Linked DNA regions of Sus scrofa: region 1 is linked to region 2. The links are chromatin contacts, called in public HiChIP or PLAC-seq maps. All regions are on one chromosome and are shown on one strand. Each heading gives the region's core, a stretch centred on a gene start, on an enhancer-like site or on the middle of the called end of the contact. The rest is flanking DNA. Distances are from core to core; before and after follow the strand shown. Region 1 holds the start of C7H6orf226. Region 2 holds the start of RPL7L1 (ribosomal protein L7 like 1).

The links. HiChIP or PLAC-seq counts read pairs in DNA pulled down with a chosen protein or histone mark.
Region 1: a contact with region 2 is called in an H3K27ac HiChIP or PLAC-seq map of alveolar macrophages. The contact joins the promoter of C7H6orf226 here to the promoter of RPL7L1 in region 2. A contact is called at or near these places in 2 of 47 Hi-C or Micro-C datasets (epiblast stem cells and skeletal muscle) and 1 of 2 datasets of contacts at active chromatin or transcription factors (alveolar macrophages).

Annotation. Positions count from the first base shown.
Region 1 is chr7:37,986,350-37,992,038 of Sscrofa11.1, reverse strand. C7H6orf226 reads left to right here and starts at 3,783. Exons shown (of 1, transcript XM_005666004.2): 1 at 3,783-5,297. The coding sequence starts at 4,470. The coding sequence ends at 4,808.
Region 2 is chr7:37,938,670-37,944,751 of Sscrofa11.1, reverse strand. RPL7L1 (ribosomal protein L7 like 1) reads right to left here and starts at 4,203. Exons shown (of 7, transcript NM_001123192.1): 1 at 3,887-4,203; 2 at 3,206-3,314; 3 at 1,000-1,163. The coding sequence starts at 3,900.

The sequences.
Region 1 (5,689 bases), core at 2,534-5,033, 48 kb before region 2:
TTGAGGACAGGGATCTGTACACCAAGCAGTTGGCACCGTGCATGGCACATGGCAGGCTCTCAGTCAATGCTCGCAGTGACTTGAATTCTTTCTTTTCTCCTTGTGTTTATTCTAACAGTAGATTCAGTCAAGCAGGCATTTAGTTAACATTTTCTGAGCATCACTAGGTCTCCACAGGTGCTGGTCTGGGCACATTATGATACTAGGTGAGTAGGACTCATGGACTAAGTAAGAGAAAACTTGTAGGGAGTTACTGCTGTGGTTCAGTAGGTTAAGAACCTGACTGCAGTGGTTTGGGTTGCAGGTTTGATCCCCAGTCCGGCACAGTGGCATTGCCACATCTGTAGCACAGGTTGCTGCTGGGGCTCGGATTCAGTCCCCGGATTGGGAACTTCCATATGCCACGGGTGCAGCTGTAAAATTAAAAAAAAGAGAGAGAGAGAGAGAGAGAGAAGGAGAGGCAGCATGTGGATGAGCAAGGGACTGTGGAATTGTAGAAAAAGTATCAGTTAATTCCTTTTTTTTTTTTTTTTTTTTTTTTTTGCTTTTTAGGGCCGCATCCGATGCATTTGGAGGTTCCCAGGATAGGGATCAAATTAAAGCTTCAGCCACCAGCCTATGCCACAGCCACAGCCATGCCAGATCTGAACCGTGTCCATGACCTACAGGGCAATGCCAGATCTTTAACCCACTGAGCAAGGCCAGGGTTCACACCTGCAAACTCATGGTTATGAATCGGATTTGTTTCCACTGAGCCACAATGGGAACTCCAGGATCAGTTAATTCTGATGGTAATGATGGGAGAGGTGGACCTACTGAGCAGCCTTTGAAGGATGAATGGGGCTCCAATTAATGAGGGAGAGGGAGGGGCATTTCCTGTTGAGAGGTGATGTTGAAAATCATGGGTGAGGAGTTCCCGTTGTGGCGCAGTGGTTAACGAATCCGACTAGGAACCATGAGGTTGTGGGTTTGGTCCCTGCCCTTGCTCAGTGGGTTAACGATCCGGCGTTGCCGTGAGCTGTGGTGTAGGTTGCAGACGCGGCTCGGATCCTGCGTTGCTGTAGCTCTGGCATAGGCCAGTGGCTACGGCTCCAATTCAACCCCTAGCCTGGGAACCTCCATATGCCGCGGGAGTGGCCCAAAGAAATAGCAAAAAGACAAAAAAAAAAAAAAAAAAAAAGAAAATCGTGGGTGAAAGATGGCTAATGAGTTATAAATGAACTCAGGGGTGTTTGGAGCCTGTCTCTACACCAGAGGTTGAATCTGGCCTTGCCACCCCCCGCAGACATGACCTCTTGGTCTCCGGGGTCCTCACTGATGCAGGGAAAGGCTGTGGATGGGCCTGGATGGGAGGTATCTTTGCCCCTGCCCACGGGCTCACTCGATTTTCCTTCTTTTGCCTCCCTGCCTTCTGCATGCACATCTTCAGCAGAGCACAGTCTCAGAATGGCTGCCCAGAGGGCAGAGGCCCCTACACCCCATCAAGAGGCAGCCTGAGTTAGCAGTCAGTGGGCTCAGGATCCAAACCCAGCCCTTTCACAAGCTCTGTTTACCTCTCTGTATATAAGTGGGTTGGGGAATTCCTGTTGTGGCCCAGTGGGTTAAGAACCCGTCATAGTGTCCGTGAGGATGTGGGTTCAATCCCTGGCTTCAATCCGTGGATTAAGGATCTTGCATTGCTGCAAGCTGCAGCATAGGTCACAGATGCAGCTTGGATTTGGTGTTGCCGTGGCTCAAGCTGCAGCTGCAGTTCTGATTCGATCCGGTCCGGGAACTTCCATATGCCACAGATGCGGCCGTGAAAAGAAAGAAAGAAAAAAAAGAATGTTGGGCTCGATTGTGCTTGAGGTCCCTCCTGACAACCCCTAACTCCTAGACTCGTCCTTGTCTATACTATGTGCTGTGCTAAGGAGAAGATGAAAGAATGAGAGAGAAGAAAAATGATGACACTGAGACAACTCCCCACGTCCCAAACACAAACACATCACTGTCCCAAATTCTGAGAAAATTTAGTCCTTACTCAGCCTGGGAGGATACCCAAGGTCGGTTTTAATCTCCTAAAGATGTTTGCCTCTTGCACTTGGCTGGTAGGAAAGAAAGCAATGGTGGAGCAGAAAACCACAGCCCCTTGGCTAGGAGGTTGGGAGTGGAGAACTGGGGCCAAGGACATCTGAGAAAGAAAGGGGACCTGGTGACCCAGGAGGGAGTCCTTAGGGCAGGAGTGCAGGAGGTCACCCAGAAACTGATGCCATCCACAGCGAGAAGGACGAGTTCTTCCTGCATCCAGGGTTCAATTAAAAACCCCATTCAACTCCAGTGTTAACTTCCTGTAATTAATACAGATCCCACAAGTCCAAGAGCACAGTCCCCACAAGACAGCTCTGAATCAGATGCCAGCTGCAAGTTCGGAGGGGTCCCAGGCCACAAGCATTTCTGACTTACTAGGTACGAATTTGGGGGATCACACCCCCCCTTCAGGTTCAATAATTCACTGGAATGACTCACAGAACACAGACCTCAGGAAAGTGTTATTCCTATGATTACGGTTTTATTAGAGAGAATATAGATCAGCTGGACCAGCCAGATGAAGAGGCGCATAGGGCAAGGTCTGGGAGGGTCCTGCATGCAGGGCTTCTGTGTCATTCATCTCCTCCTGGAACCAGGGCATGTCCCCTCCTGATACATTGATGAGTTCACCAATCAGGAAGCTCCACTGAGCTTTGTGTCCAGAGTTGCTTTAGGGGTTTTATTACATAGGCATGGCTGAATAAATCATAGGCTGGAGACTGAATTCAATTTCCAGGCCTCTTTCCTGGACCCTTCATGAGTCAAAGCCCCAACCCTCCAATCACATGACTGGTCAGCACCAATCCTGAAACCACTTAGGGGCCACCATGACTCACCTCCTTGGCATAAACTGTCAGGGCCCACCATGAATATCACTTCTAATACTTGGGAAATGCCAGGGACAAAGACCAGTCAAATTCTTCTTTTTTGGGGGGGCTCTGTGCCTTCAGCAATGTGGAGGTTCCGGGGTCAGGGATCAAACCCATGCTATAGCAGTGACCTGAGCCACGGCAGGAATAGCTCCAAATCCTTAACCCTCTGTGCCAGCTTCAGATACTTAACCCTCTATGCCACAAGGGAAGTCCTCAAATTCCTTATTATACAAGACTTGGTATGGTCAGTTTCCTCAAGACTGGCTTCTCAAGGTCACCCTTATTAACTTTTAATTTCAACAAGTTACAAACCATTTAGATCCACCAATTCCAGCAATTTTTCCACATTTGCTTTTTTTCCCCTCCCTTTTTCGTTGTGACATTTCACCCATAAATACTTCAGGATGTATCTCTTATAAACAAGGTCATTCTCTAACATAGCCAGAGCACAATTGTGTACTTAATTTAACACTGATATACAGTTAAACTGTATCATCTGTTATTAGATGATAACACTGTCATCTAATACACAGGTCAATTCAAAATTTCCCAAGGGTTAAAATGTCCTTTGTAACTGATTTTCCCCTCATCTAGATCCAATCCAGGATCACACTTTGTATTTTTCAGTCTCCTTTAGTCTGACACAGTTCCTCAGTCTTTTTCCTTCTGTCTTTGTCTTTTATGACACTGACAACTATAAAGTGTCCAGGTCATTTTGCAGAATGTCTGTCATTTTGGTTTGTCTACTCATTTCCTCAAGTTTAGATTCAGAGTGAACATTTTTAGCAGGAACACTACAGAAGTGAGGCTGTGTTCCTACACCTGCAGCCCCTCTCAGTGCATCACTTCAGGAGACATCTGATGCTAGTTTGTTCTATTACTATTAATTAAGCTTTGCTCACTTGATTAAGGTGGTGAGTGTCGGATCTGGCTAGTTTCTGATAAACTTAGAAACCTGAGCTTTATTGACACTGACTTCCTAAGCAGGTGGAAGGAAGCTGTAGCAGCCTGGTCCGCCTTCATCTTCTCTCTTCCACTATGGGAACACCAGGAATTGTCTTGAAGGCAGGGAATGGGGAGAGAGCCGTGGCATCACTTATTCCCAGTTCTTCTGAAACCACTTGCAGACATTTCCTCCGTTATTTTCTGTCTGGTGCTGCAGGAGCCCCGGATGGAGGTTATCCTCCTGCCACGCATCTATGCAATAATCCCTGTACTCTATGCACTTCAGCGTGTGCATGAAAGCCGGTATGTTCGTGATGCCCGTGCATTTGTGAAAATTCGTGTCTTTTTACCTATATCTCCGTGTCAGCTGTGCAAGACTTCGGGGTTCTAAAGCTTTCAACGTTAGAGGCTCTTGGGCAGGGTAAGCCTTAAGTGTGAGCGAGGCGTTTCTTCGCGGAGCTGGTCGTCCAGTGCTCCCCCGCTCTCTGGGCTGCTTGGTACGGTCTATGCTCCCCCCTTCACTTCCTCCTACAATGGTTGCATCCATCCCTCCCGGAAGAGAAGCGCGCAGGTTCGGAGCCTGTCATGGAACAGCCAGGCAGTTCAAGCCCTAGCGGCGGAGGTCCTGTACCGGAGAAGTCAGCCCCGGCCTCGGTGACCCTGGCGCGTCTTCTGCAGCTGGTGCAGCAGGGCCAGGAGCTTCCGGGCCTGGAGAGGCCTCTTGTCGCGGCGACCCTCAGCGAACCCACGGCGTCCCAGCTCCCGCGGAGGCCCAAGCCCTGGGAGGTCTCAGCCGAGGCCCCAGGGCCGCCCTTCCAGACCGCGGGCCACAGGCCTGCCGACCCTCCCTGTGGGCAGAGGAATCGCCTGGAGGAGCCTGACTCGGAGAAGGGTACTACCGGCGCCTTACTAGGTGGAACTTAGTGGATTCTTGAGGTTTGAGATCCTTTATAGCTGTGAATGAAAAACGCCTGTCAAATCTGCGAGGGATGCTGCAGTCGTGAAGCCATCAGCCAATACTGCCGCCCACCCAGCGGTGGAGACAGATGGCTGCCTGCTGCCAAGCCCTGAGCCACTGCGGCCACCCCGACGGGGGCACACTGAGGGAACTGAGACTGGGAACAAACAGGATGCTGGCTCTGGAAAGCCAAGGTGCATATCAAAGGAATGATTTAAGTGAGCCCAGACTCTGGCATCTTCCCATACATTGAAAAGTGCTAAATTCATTAACTTGAGATGTCTGGTTTTCTTTAATTAACACTACTCTTTTGATGGTCTGACTACCTGGTTTTTGTTGGAAAACTCCTGTATATCCTGGCTTCTCCCTTAGCTCTTTGGAGCTATTTGCGAGGCTGCCTCCTGGCCTTGAGTCCTCAGAAAGTCCACCAAATAAAGCATAATTTTCAAGTTTTAGGTTGTGCGGGGGTTTTTTGGTTGTTGCTGTTCTTTTTATTTGTTTTCAGTTAACAGTTTTGGTCACCATGAAGGGACCCAGAGCAGACTTCTCTGCTTCACCTGAACTCTAGGAAGAGGTCTCTTGTGCCCAACCCCCTCCTTGGAGAGGCCAGGTGAATTTGGGTAAGTCCCTCCTGCTTCTCTGATTTCCCAATTAATGGTTCATGATCCTGAGTTTTATTTGATAGTGTCTATATTGCTTACTCCCCAGTTGAAAGATACTGGGGATTGACCTCTTCCCCAGTTGATAGATGCTAGGGGAGCTCAGTTGAAAGACACTGGGAGAAAATGCCCCACCAGCTGAAAGATAACTCGGGGAGGTACTGGAATTTGCTTGGTTGAAAACATAC
Region 2 (6,082 bases), core at 2,954-5,453:
GACTTGCTCCTGTGGCAGTAAAAGCTATGGAAGATTTTAAGTAGAGGAAACATGACCAGATTTGTTTCTGACAATCACTGAGGAGCAGTGTGACACCAGAGTCTGGGAAACCCAGCTAGAAAGCTGATGCGATAGTCCAGGAGAGAGATGATGGGCAGTGGTTAGAGGTGCATACATATTTAAAACACAAAGGTTTGTGGTCTGATTGGCTGGGGAGGGAAACAGAAGGAGGCAGAGCTGGGGGTGCAGGTAGGAATGGGTAAGGCACCACCGAATGTGGAACAAGCTGTCCGTACTCTCCCCAGCACTGCATATGCTCGATCCACTCGACCCTGAGTACCTCGAGGCTACCTTGATAACCCCACTTCAGGACTTTTTGCATCTATGCCTGGAAAGGCTTCCCCCAACCCTTTGCAGGTCTCAGCCTCAAGCTCCTGCTTCAGAATGCCCTCAACCACTGCATGCCACACGGCGGCCCTCACCCCACATCCAGCCAGCACTGAACCCTCAAAGCAATTAGAGTAACTTCATGTCTATTTGCCTAAGGTGAGGCTCCCTAATCTTGAAAATAGCAATCTGTTTCCTTCAGCCCTGAATTCTAGCACAACTTGCATCAGTGGCTTCAGGCCTACTATCTTGTCATCTCCCTAAAGACAGGCAAAAGCTGAAACGAGAGGGAGGGAGTGGGGGTGGAGTGGGGATCTGGGTTAATAGATGCAAACTCTTCTTTGGAATGGATAAGCAATGAGATCCTGATGTACTGCCCCGAGAACTATATCTAGTCACTTATGATGGAGCATGATAATGTGAGAAAAATTATATATATATATATATGTAACTGGGTCACTTTGCTGTACAGTAGGAAATTGACAGAACACTGTAAACACCAGCTATAATGGAAAGAATAAAAATCAAAAAACAAAAACAAACAAAAAGACCCCCCAAAAAGCCTGAACCAATAGTTTGCCTCAGCCTCCCAGGATCCAGCAAGTTCCCTACCTTTCGATGCGTACAACAAAGGCCAAGGAATGTTTATCTGGCACTTCCAAGCCATGAGGCTTCACTTCCAGTCGTCTGAGGCGCACTCTGTCACGTAGTTGCCGCCAGGAATCATGTAGGAACCATTCCAGTCGTTTAAACTTGAGTTCCTTTCCTTTCCTCTGCTACAGAGAAGACAGACTATCACCACCACTTTATGTCTCTAATTGTCTTTACTTCTGCAACAGTCATTCATTAGTCACTATCGGTAGAGCTTATTTGCCCTCTGTTCTGGAAAAGGGACCAAACATCCTCTATTTTTTTTTTTTTTTAAAAAAACAGCGAACCTGCCACAGACTAGGGGTCAGATGGGAGCTACAGCTGCCAGCTGTCATCACAGCCTTGGCAATACCAGATCTGAGCTGCATCTGCGACCTACACCACAGCTTGTGGCAACCCTGGATCCTTAACCCTCTGAGTAAGGCCAGGGCTTGACCCTGCACCCCCACGGAGACAATGTCAAGTTCTTTTTTTTTTCCTTTTTGTCTTTTTAGCGCCGCTTCCGAGGCAATATGGAGGTTCCCAGGCTAGAGGTCCAATTGGGGCTACAGCTGCCATCCTGTGCCACAGCCACACAGGATCCAAGCCGCATCTGCAACCTAACCACAGCTCACGGCAATGCCAGATCCTTAAGCCACTGAATGAGGCCAGGGATCGAACCTGCAACCTCATGGTTCCTAGTGGGTTTCGTTTCCACCACGCCACAATGGGAACTCCAACGTCAAGTTCTTAACCCACTGAGTCAATACAGGAACTCCCATCCCTTTTTTTTCTCTTTTTTTTAGTTTTCCCAGCATCATTCGTTTTTTAAAATGATTTTTTACTTTTTCCATTATAGTTGGTTTTACAGTGTTCCGTCAATTTTCTACTGTACAGCAGTGACCCAGTCACAAACATACATACATTCTTTTTCTCACATTATCCTCCATCATGCTCCATCATAAGTGACTAGATATAGTTCCCAGTGCTATACACTAGGACTTTATTATATAATGGAAAAACCCACTCTGGTGGTTTTGTGGGTTAAGGATCCAGTGTTGTCACTGCTGTGGCGTGGGTGTTGGGGAGGGGAAACAACACCAACATACTCAAGTAAAGGTGAAATTGAGAAAACCTGAGAACTACTGGGGACAGTCCTTGTTGAATAAGCAAAAAACCAATTAGTTTACACACTGTCAGTCAACGTTTATTGGAACATAAGGCATCATAAAGCTCATGCCTCCCAAATATGTATTTCTCCAAAACATTTGGCAAATAGCAAAAACTATTTCAGAGTCCTGTTGTGGCTCAGCGGGTTAAGAACCTGATCAGTATCCATGAGGCTGTGGGGTCAATCCCTGGCCTCACTCAGTGGGTTAAGTATTCTGCATTGTTGTAGCTGTGGTGTAGGCCAGCAGCTGCAGCTCTGATTAGACCTCTGGCCTGGAAACTTCCATACTCCATATATGTGGTCCTAAAAAGAAAAACAAAACAAACAAAAAACGCAAACCAAAAAACCTGGTACATTAAAAAAAAAAAAATTAGAGTTCCCAATATGGCACAGCAGGTTAAGGACCCAGCAATGCCACAGCTGTGGCTCAGACTGGAATCTTGGCCCAGGAACTTCCATATGCCATGGATGTGGTTGAAAAAAGTAAGTAAAATTTTTAAGTTTTTGGGAGTTCCTGTCGTGGCTCAGCAGAAATGAATCTGACTAGTATCCATGAGGACACAGGTTTGATCCCTGGCCTCACTCATTGGGTGAAGGACCCGATGTGGTGAGCTGTGGTATATGTCACAGATGTGGCTGGGATCGGGGGTTGCTGTGGCTGTGGTGTAGGCCGGCAGCTGTAGCTCCAATTTGAACCCTAGCCTGGGAGCCTCTATGTGCCACACCTGCCGGCCTAAAAAGAAAAAAGAAAATTTTTTTTCTTTTAGGTACACAAGCATGTTCTCGAATCCCTTGGTATGAACCGGAAGGAACACTCTCCACTGGCTTTTTCCTTAAACTCTACTCCAGTATTTTGCCTGCAGAAAGCATTTGATACATACTTGCTTTGTTTAGCAAATATGTATCATCCAGCTGATGGGGGAAGCCGACTGTCAGTACCAAATTAGTTCAACATGTGCTGGATAAAACTCACCGAACACAAATTCTCATTCCTTCCACCTGGTTCCCCACTATTACCTCTTTCTTTTGCAAAAGCGCTTGCTTCGCCTGTGTGGCTTTGAGGGCCTGATATGCCTTCCTCTTTTTCAAGAGATTTTCTGGAACCAAAGGGATCTTTTTTCTTTGCCTGAGAGAGAAAATGGAGAAAAGCGATAGTATTTAGGAAACAAATCTGCAATGCGTTTCCAAACGACAGCTTGGGCTTCGCAAACATTACTGTCTAAAACCTCCTAAGGACCGCGCTCCCACCCCGCCACCTGGCGTTTCTGACTCCAGTTCTCAAAAGCTTTCAAGAACCATGAACCCCTTAGCCACTGGTCCTCGTATGTCAATGGAGCTTTTACTGTCATAGCCTTTTACAGATACCACCAGCGATGAGATTCCGCCCCGTGGGGTTGGGGCGGGTGCGGACCCAGCTGCAGAGATAATACTTAAGTCAGGCTGGGGAAACCCACCCTCCAGCCCGCAGCCTCAAACTCATTCCTCACCCCTTGAGGTAGGTAATCCGAACCTGACAGAGGCCCCATCCGCCCGCCCCAGCCCAACACTTCCTCCCTCCTCCTTCGATAATCTGGAGCCTTTTCTAAGTCTCTCTTCAGTCCACAAGGATCCTTATTTTCCGCCACCGAGAAATAAATACTGAGGATGGCACCAGATGCTCAGGGCACCACCCAGAATCTCAGAGCCCCTGATACTCACTCCTCCTCCGCCATTTTTCCAGCGCAGCTGCTACTGCTCAGGCGTTGCCCCACGCATGGGAAGGAACCTCTCTATGGTCTCTCGACCATAGAGATGTCTACTCTAGCTCACCCCAGGGCGAGCGGGTAGCCTGCGCCTTCTTAGCAGCAATGAACTGCTGAAGTTTTGCTAACCCTGATTCCTATCAAAAGTGGCTCAAAGCTTCCTGGGCGCCGCTTAGAAGCTTTTTAGAGCCCGGTCATCTTCAAAGACCATCCCTTTTTATTTCAGCTGTATTCTCATATCGCCGGAAGCCTGGTCACAAACGAGGAAACGCTTCCCACCGACTTCCGGTAGGGAGTGAGGTGACGATTTTCCGGTTTCTGCTCGCTAGGCTGCGCTTCTCCCGGAAGGCGACTGGCGGGATCCGGTATCCTTCACCTGGTGCGGAGAGCTTGGGGCTGCAGCTTTGGTTCTGTGTTGGTGGAGGTGTGGACGACTTAGGGTGCTGGCAAAGGCATCTCTGATTCCCTCGGCCTGGCTTCGTCAGTGGGTCCCTGATCAAGTGGGTCCCTCTATCCCTTCGTTTCCCTTACCCAAAAAGTGGACGTAATAGCGAATCTTGCCTAATAGCCTTGGGAAAGTTATATGAGCTGCTCCACATAAAGCGCTTAGAACAAAGTCCAGTAAGCAGTTAACACTGTGTTAATTATTATTCCTGCTGTACCGAAAACGAGAAATTGCAACTTACGATTTCAGAACTCCCTCATAATAGCTCTCACCACCTGGAATAGGTTTCCTTCTCTCCTGCTCTTCAGAAAGAAATAAAAACTCACGTGTTGTCTTTAATGGAAACCTCCAGACCAGTGTGTCTCAAGCATTAATGTGCATAGGAGTCACATGAAAATCTTGTTAAAATCACGTTTTTATTCAGGAGGGGCGGGGAGTCAATATTCTGCATTTTAAACGTGATTCAAAGTGATGGGGATGCTTCAAGTGCATTTTGACTAGAAGGGCTTTTTCTTTTTCTTTTCTTTCTCTTTCTTTCCTTTGTTTTTTGGCGGCCCCCTCAGTATGTGGAAGTTTCTGAGTCAGGGATCAAACCTGTGCCACAGCAGTGACCTGAGCCACAGCAGTGAAACACTGGACCTTAACCCGCTGAGCCACAAGAGAACTCATGACTAGCAAGTATCTTGAGAAGTCTCTCCTTTTTCTGAATTCCTTCAGCATGTTTATTTTTTAAGAATTCCTGTAGTGGCACAGCGGAAAGAATCCGACTAGAAACCATGAGGTTGTGGGTTTGATCCCTGGCCTCACTCAGTGGGTTAAGGACCCGGTGTTGCTATGAGCTGTGGTATAGGTCAAAGAGGTGGCTCGGAGCTGGCGTGGCTGTGGCTGTGGCGTAGGCCAGCAGCTGTAGCTCTGATTCAATGCCTAGCCTGGGAACCTCCATATGCTGCAGGTTCAGCCTTAAAAAAAAAGCAAAAAAAAAAAAAAAATTTTAAATGTTTCTCGGCATTATAGGCTTTTGGGGCCAGATAATTCTTTGTCCTGTTGGTTGTAGAATATTTTGGCAGCATCCCAGGTTTCTACCCACTGCATGCCAGTAGCATCTCCATCCTAGTGGTGACAAAGTTCTTGTCTCCAGGCATTGCCAAATGTCTAGCACAGTCTATGTATATTTATGTTAAGGTCTAAGGCAATGTCACTGTTTGACAGTCAGCACTTAAAGGCATCACCACAGACTTTATCCTGTATTGTTTGGTTTATTGTTTCCCTGATTAGACAGGGTTCTCTGAATGCAGGGAAGTCATCACATCTCTGAATCTTCTACAGCACCTCTCACAACAACAGGCACCTGCAGGGGCTGGTTAACCATCTAAACTCAAGGCATCACATTGGTATGTGCTATGCATCTAAGACAACCAGAAAGACAGTGCCATGCGCAGAATCCAGAACCTGATAAATAAATGTCAAAGGACAACATGGCCTTCAGAGTCACCAACTGTGGCTCAAGCCTCATGCTTACTCTTTCAGCATCTCACCATGTGTCTTAGTTTGTGAAAAAGCAAATAGAGAAGGGACACTAAAGTATAACAAATTCATTAAACAGTAAAAAAGGAATGAAAATAAGTCATTATTTTGTAATATCCTTTGTCTATAGATAAAAGGTATTTCAGAGGTATTAACAATGCAACAATACTCCTGGCTGAAAAA